Linked DNA regions of Rattus norvegicus: region 1 is linked to region 2. A link is a contact called in public Hi-C data. All regions are on one chromosome and are shown on one strand. The core of a region is the stretch at or near the end of the contact, and the rest is flanking DNA. Distances in the headings are between cores, read along the strand shown. Region 1 has its middle 6.5 kb from the start of Rab29. Region 2 overlaps Slc26a9 (solute carrier family 26 member 9).

Region 1 (2,776 bases), core at 233-2,732, 97 kb after region 2:
GTCTTCAGACATACCACAAGAGGGCGTCAGATTCCATTATGAGCCACCATGTGGTTGCTGGGATTTGAACTCAGGACCTCTAGGAAGAACAGTTAGCGCTCTTAACTGCTGAGCCATCTCTCCAGCCCCACCCCCCCCACCCCCAATCCCCATGGTGATTCTAAATTCCATATGCTGACCATCCAGATTAGCTCATCGTCATTGATAAATGCAGTGACAGAGCAAGCTGGTGTGAATTGTTCTCTTTGGCAAGGTCAAAAATATTTCAGAGTAAAAGATGAAAAGCAGAAAGTGAGAAATGAGGAATGCAGACATCTATCAGAAGAGTGATGGTGACCGTGCAAAGGTGACCACTGTCCTTGGCTTCCAAACTCTGTTCCAAAACTGTACACACAATGCAAGTTTCCAGATTTCCTGTCTCATCTTTACAACTCTCTCCCTGGGAAACTACAATCAGAGTGATGGTTTAATAAGAAAGGAAGACTCCATTAAAGGAGTAAGATTATGTTTCTTTCCTTTTCATTATTGACTTTAAAGTTTGAACTTCTGACTTTTTAATAACATTTTATTCATGGGAGTGCTTTGCCTACATGAGTGTATGTGTGCCAGTTGTGTGTCTGGTGCCAGCGGGGGACAGAAGAGGCTGTCAGTGTCTATAGGCAAACCACCCTGAAAACACCCAATCCGATCAGGAGAGGTCGTTGAATCCCTTGAACTAGAGTTACAGTAGTAAGTTTGTAGCCTGCCAGGTGGGTGCTGGGAACTGAACCTAGGTCCTCTTCAAGGTGGGCTGTGCTCTTAACTATGAAGCCATCTTTCCAGCCCTGAACTTTTGACTTCTAATTCTCCTACCTTTGCCTCCTAAGGTGCTGAGGTTACAGCTGAGCTGTCAGGCCTGGCCTATGATTCCTCCTTTGGCAGAAACCCTGTGACTTTGGAGAGCAACAGACTTGTATATTTTCCCTCTGAAGACTTGACCCCCATGGGGGTTGGGGATTTAGCTCAGTAGTAGAGTGCTTGCCTAGCAAGCGCAAGGCCCTGGGTTCGGTCCCCAGCTCTGAAAAAAAAAAAAAAAAAAAGAAAAAAAAAAAAAAAGACTTGACCCCCCACACACACACCTTTATTATTATTAATCTACTAGTTCTTCTCCCAGAAGCCCGGGCCAAACACAAACCCTTGAAGTGCTCATTTGCTTTGCAACATGCTGGTCACTTGTAAGTCAAATAATTATAAACTGTCACATAATGCCAAAAATATATATTCTTGAATGCATTATTTTTATGTGTATGGCTGTTTTTCCTGCACATAAGTGCACTACCTGCATACAGCAGCCCAAGAAGTCATTGTGGAGTTACAGATGATTGCGTCACCAGATGGGTTTGAGCCGCCATGCAGGTGTTGGAACTTAAACCTGGGTCGTCTGGCACAGATGCCAGGTGCCCTTAACGGCTGAGTCGTTTCTAAACCCCAGCTGTTACATAGTTATGTAACCAAAAGTCAAACAGAACAGCAACAGAGTGGAAGAAGACCTAAGTAGAAAGGTTGGCAGCACTAACAAGGGACAATTTATGATGTGCTGATTCTTCAATCAGGCCCTCAGCGGCTTCCTCAGTTTAGAACCTGCTCTGAGAATCACAAATACGTACACAGAAGTACTTACACAAATACTATCAGAGCCCTTCTTACCAAAAACCTTAGAGGATCCTTAAGCATGCTAAAGTTTGAAACGCTCCTTTTACTGGGGGGAGGGGAGGTGCAGGCAGGGAAAGCAGTTCAAGATCCGGTTTTTCTGCCTCGCCCTGGCTGTCCTGGAACTCACTCTGTAGACCAGGCTGGCCTCAAACGCAGAGACGCTCCTGCCTCTGTCTACAGAGCTGGGATTAAAGGCCTGTGCTACTGCTGGCACAGTCAGTTTGAGACTTTCAAAGTGCAGGAAGATGTAGTTGTGTAGAGGAAACGTGAAGAATATTTCAATGGGTGAAACTTCCTAGGTAGACAGACAAAGTCAGAATCGGAACTGGGCTTTTGAAGCTGACTGGGGTATGAGTTAGTGGTTGAGGCCTCATCTATTATACAGCAGGCACGAGAGTTAGTCCAACAGACTGACCTGGACAGGGAGACCCCGAAGGGGCGGATGAGGTGGGGGTTCGGGGTGTGAGAATATGGAGTGGATTATGCTGGGTAGCTAAACTCAGCACTTGGAGGCTGAGGCATAAGATTGCTGCGAATTCCAATTTATCCACATAACAGGGCACTGTCAAAAAATTTTTAAATTAGAAAAATTAAAAAATGTATAAGACCTCGTATTTGGGGAGGAGGGCAATTCCCACTTAAGACCGGGCAAGATAAAGTTGGTAATTCGGTTAAGAGGATGAAACATGTGCGTAGAAAACTATGAATACTTCTGGGACGGTTGGTCAGTTTGGGAAAGACAGTCAGTTGACAATGAAGAAACAATAAAGTTTTAGAGAAGTCTCTCCGGGATGAATTAAAGAGAAAATAAACAAAATGCAAGCCCTCGGGTCCCGGAGAGCGGTTCACTGGGGTGCTCCCGTGTGGGACATCTGCGCTCCCAACCCTGGCTCTATGTAAGTTCTGTTAGCCAGTTGTGCCGCTAGAGTTTACATACAGGCTGATTAACAAAAATCAAAGCATAGCAATTTACATGAAGAAGAAAGGCAGGACCAAAGAACTGAGGAGAACGAGAGATGGTACTCATCTTAGGCAAAGGGCAATACCCATTTGGGGAGGGGCAATTGAATGAGTGGGTATTCTA
Region 2 (3,033 bases), core at 352-2,851:
TGCAGGAGATGTTCGGGACCATGTTTCACACAGAGACCCTGACTGCCCTGTGAACGCCCATTTGATTCCCATACATTCTCCTGAGCGCCTGCCATCTGGGATTTCCAAGAGAGAAGAGTATGTCTGTCAAGAAACTAGAGCCTCTCTCAACTCTCTGTTCTCTCTCCCACCTTTCCCTCTCTCCCTGGGAGAGAGCCATCTCAGCCTCTGAAGCTGAATGAGGCCTGACAAGGATGAGACTCTGGTGAAGCCGTCTCATCTCCTCACTCTTGCCACTCAAACCTGGGCGGGCAATAAGCTCATTCCACCCATCTACACAAGCCACACCCATCTGCACAAGCCCCACCCATGGCAGCTGATGGACACCTTGACTTCCAGCCTTAAGAGTGAGCTAAGAACAGAATGATGAGAGCCACTGTGCTGAGCTGGGATGCAGGTCTGTGTCCTGATTGATTTGGCCTCAGAAGGTTTCAGGCTATCGTGGGTCACAGGGATGAGTGGGGTTAGAATGTTGAAACTTTGTCCCTCCTAGCTGTTAGCTTTGTGCCTCAAAGACACGGTACTGCCGACAATCCAGGAGTCTCTGTCTTTGTGCCCATTTCTCTCTCATTGCCCTAAGACTGCCCAGGCCTCCACTGCTGTCCACACTTCAGACTCTGGGTTGGGCAGTGAGTAGAACCCTCAAGATTACCAGCACTACCTCTCCAAGGACAGCCCACCAGGGGGCTGACTTCACCTTCTGAATCTTCCCCACCTGGAGGCTGCCCCATTCTGGGGAACAGATTGGCAGAATCCTTGGATACAACAGCAGCTATTCTGCACAAAATCTTCTAAGAAACCCTCTTTACTGGACACATGGAAGGAGTAATAGGTTGCTAATGTAAACTCCAGGCAAACTGGTGGGTCCTAGGCCCTGACCGTCCACCTGACCTCAGAGCCCATATTGCCTCCGCTTGGGAAATCTGCCATGTCCATTTTCACTTGGAAAGGGCTGGTCATTTGAACCCTCCCTTATCAGCCTGTACCCCAGAGCTGTGAACTCCTGAGGTACCAACTTCAAAGCCCTACTGGGTATAGATGTGAAAGACTATTCCCGACTGGATATCCCTCTACATGGAATTCTTAACAATCTCCTGACCCTTTTACTCTAGGAAAAGGGACAGTAGGAGTTAAATTCTCAGGTAAACGGAGAGATATTTAGAGATATCCTACTGTTGACTTAAAAGTAAATAGGTCTTCTCTCTCTCTCTCTCTCTCTCTCTCTCTCCACACACACACACACACACACACACACACACACACACACACACAAACACATATACATACACATACACACAACCTTATAAAAAGCTACCATGAAAGTACACAGAAAATCTGGCCTCTCCTCTTTGTTCTCCAAGTTTCTTCAATGCAATGACCCCTGTGCCAATGGGTTGGGCTGGCCCAACCCGGGGAAAATAACCCAATTATTAACTCCAGCCTGATCTTCGTTATGTGTCTGTGTGTTAGGTAAGCTGGTGAGCTGGTCTTCATAGAGTTAAAGCACAGGGCTCTGACAAGGAGCCAACACATTCTTGGCCACAGCTGCTCCTTCTCAGTGAATTCATTATGCCGTCTGGCTGCCAAGGGAGCCCAAAACTTGGAAGGAGGAAAGACAATGTTATCTGGGATTCACTGTGCCCTGCACTCAAAAGTGCCAAATTCCAGGAGGAAGAGAACCCCAGCCAATGACAATCTACCCTCCCCTACTCCACCTCTTCCAAAGTCCAGGAAGCAGAGAGAAGGTCACAGAGCCTCAGGACATTATAAATCCCCTTTAAACCAAGTATCTAGATCCCATTAACCTGCAGACCAGGCCTGGGACTGAAAGGAACTTCGGGCTCACAGTTTGGAGCTTGGGGGTGTGGATCTGCAACATGTCGAGTCTATACACACTCACAGAACCCAGGGTGAAGGTATGGTTAGAAATAGAGGGTGCAGGGGTGCCAAAAAGGGTGCTGAAGAAAACCTCTACAGTTGCAACTCTTGGGGAAGAACATAAACACCACACAAGACTCTGCCCTGGATATGTCTGAAGCAGGAAGGGAGGGTGTGAGGGAAGAGAGAAATCCAGATTTTCACCACCTGTGCATGTCCTTACAGACACTGTCCTATAACAGAGATTCCCTGGGAAGGCTGCAAACCTTACCTCTTGAGATATTTGTATAATTTATTTAAATGCCAGTCTCCTTTGTTTGTTTTGGTAATAAAGTGGTCTTGAAATGTGAATGTGTGTGTGTGTGATGAAGAGGTTTTGAGGAGTGCCAAGAAGATCCCTCCAGACAATGGGCTTTTGCTCTGTGTCACCCTGAGAGGAGACTGAGGTGTGAGGTTTCCTCATGAGTCTCCCAGCATGACTGCAGATATTTTTTTTCCTTGCAATGAATACATTTTGATGAGCCAGGCTAAGGGCAGATTGGAGAGAGAAGATTGAGCTGAGGGCCCACTTAGTCAGCCCCGCTTTGGAGAGTCAATTCTGAATGCCACTTTGGAGAGCCAATTCTGTGCTTCTGTAACTAGGAAGGAAGTTTAACAGTTTGGGGTAGTGGTGCACACCTATAATCCCAGAACTTGGGAGATAGAAGCAGGAGGATCAAGAGTTCTAGGCCATCCTTGGCTATATAAAGAATCTGACAGGAGACACTATCTCAAAACACAGAGGGGGTGGGGGGGAGAGTCAAACTCTCCTCATATCTTCTGCAGACCCTCCCATCAACTCTTCTACATCTATGAAAGGTTTATTAGAAAATGTGGTGGTTTGAATACGCTTGGCCCAGGGAGTGGCACTAGGAAGTATGTCACTGTCAGTGTGGGCTTCGAGACCCTTCTCCTAGCCATGTGGGAGACAATCTCTTCCTGTTTGTCTTCAAAACAGGATGTAGAACTCTCGGCTCCTCCAGCACCATGCCTGCCTGGATACTGCCATGCTTCCCACCATGATGATAATGGGCTGAACCTCTGAACAAGTGTAAGCCAGCCCCAATTAAGTGTTGT

Evidence for each region. A called contact is a pair of places that touch in the nucleus more often than the background predicts.
Region 1: a Hi-C map of kidney shows a contact between it and region 2, with 2.3 times the contacts expected there. The contact joins two enhancer-like sites. A contact is called at or near these places in 4 of 12 Hi-C or Micro-C datasets (Schwann cells, kidney and psoas muscle).

The regions. Positions count from the first base shown.
Region 1 is chr13:45,852,164-45,854,939 of GRCr8, forward strand. No RefSeq gene overlaps it. Among named protein-coding and RNA genes, the nearest start is that of Rab29, 6.5 kb to the right of the region's middle. Within about 2 kb of position 1,483, at least 1 of the 93 cell types and tissues checked has an H3K27ac peak or open chromatin away from gene starts, as enhancers often do. A contact at or near this core is called in kidney, where this site is marked.
Region 2 is chr13:45,755,395-45,758,427 of GRCr8, forward strand. It overlaps Slc26a9 (solute carrier family 26 member 9), which reads left to right. Exons shown (of 21, transcript NM_001107172.1): 21 at 6-1,148. The coding sequence ends at 53. Among named protein-coding and RNA genes, the nearest start is that of Slc26a9, 27 kb to the left of the region's middle. Within about 2 kb of position 1,602, at least 21 of the 93 cell types and tissues checked have an H3K27ac peak or open chromatin away from gene starts, as enhancers often do. A contact at or near this core is called in kidney, where this site is marked.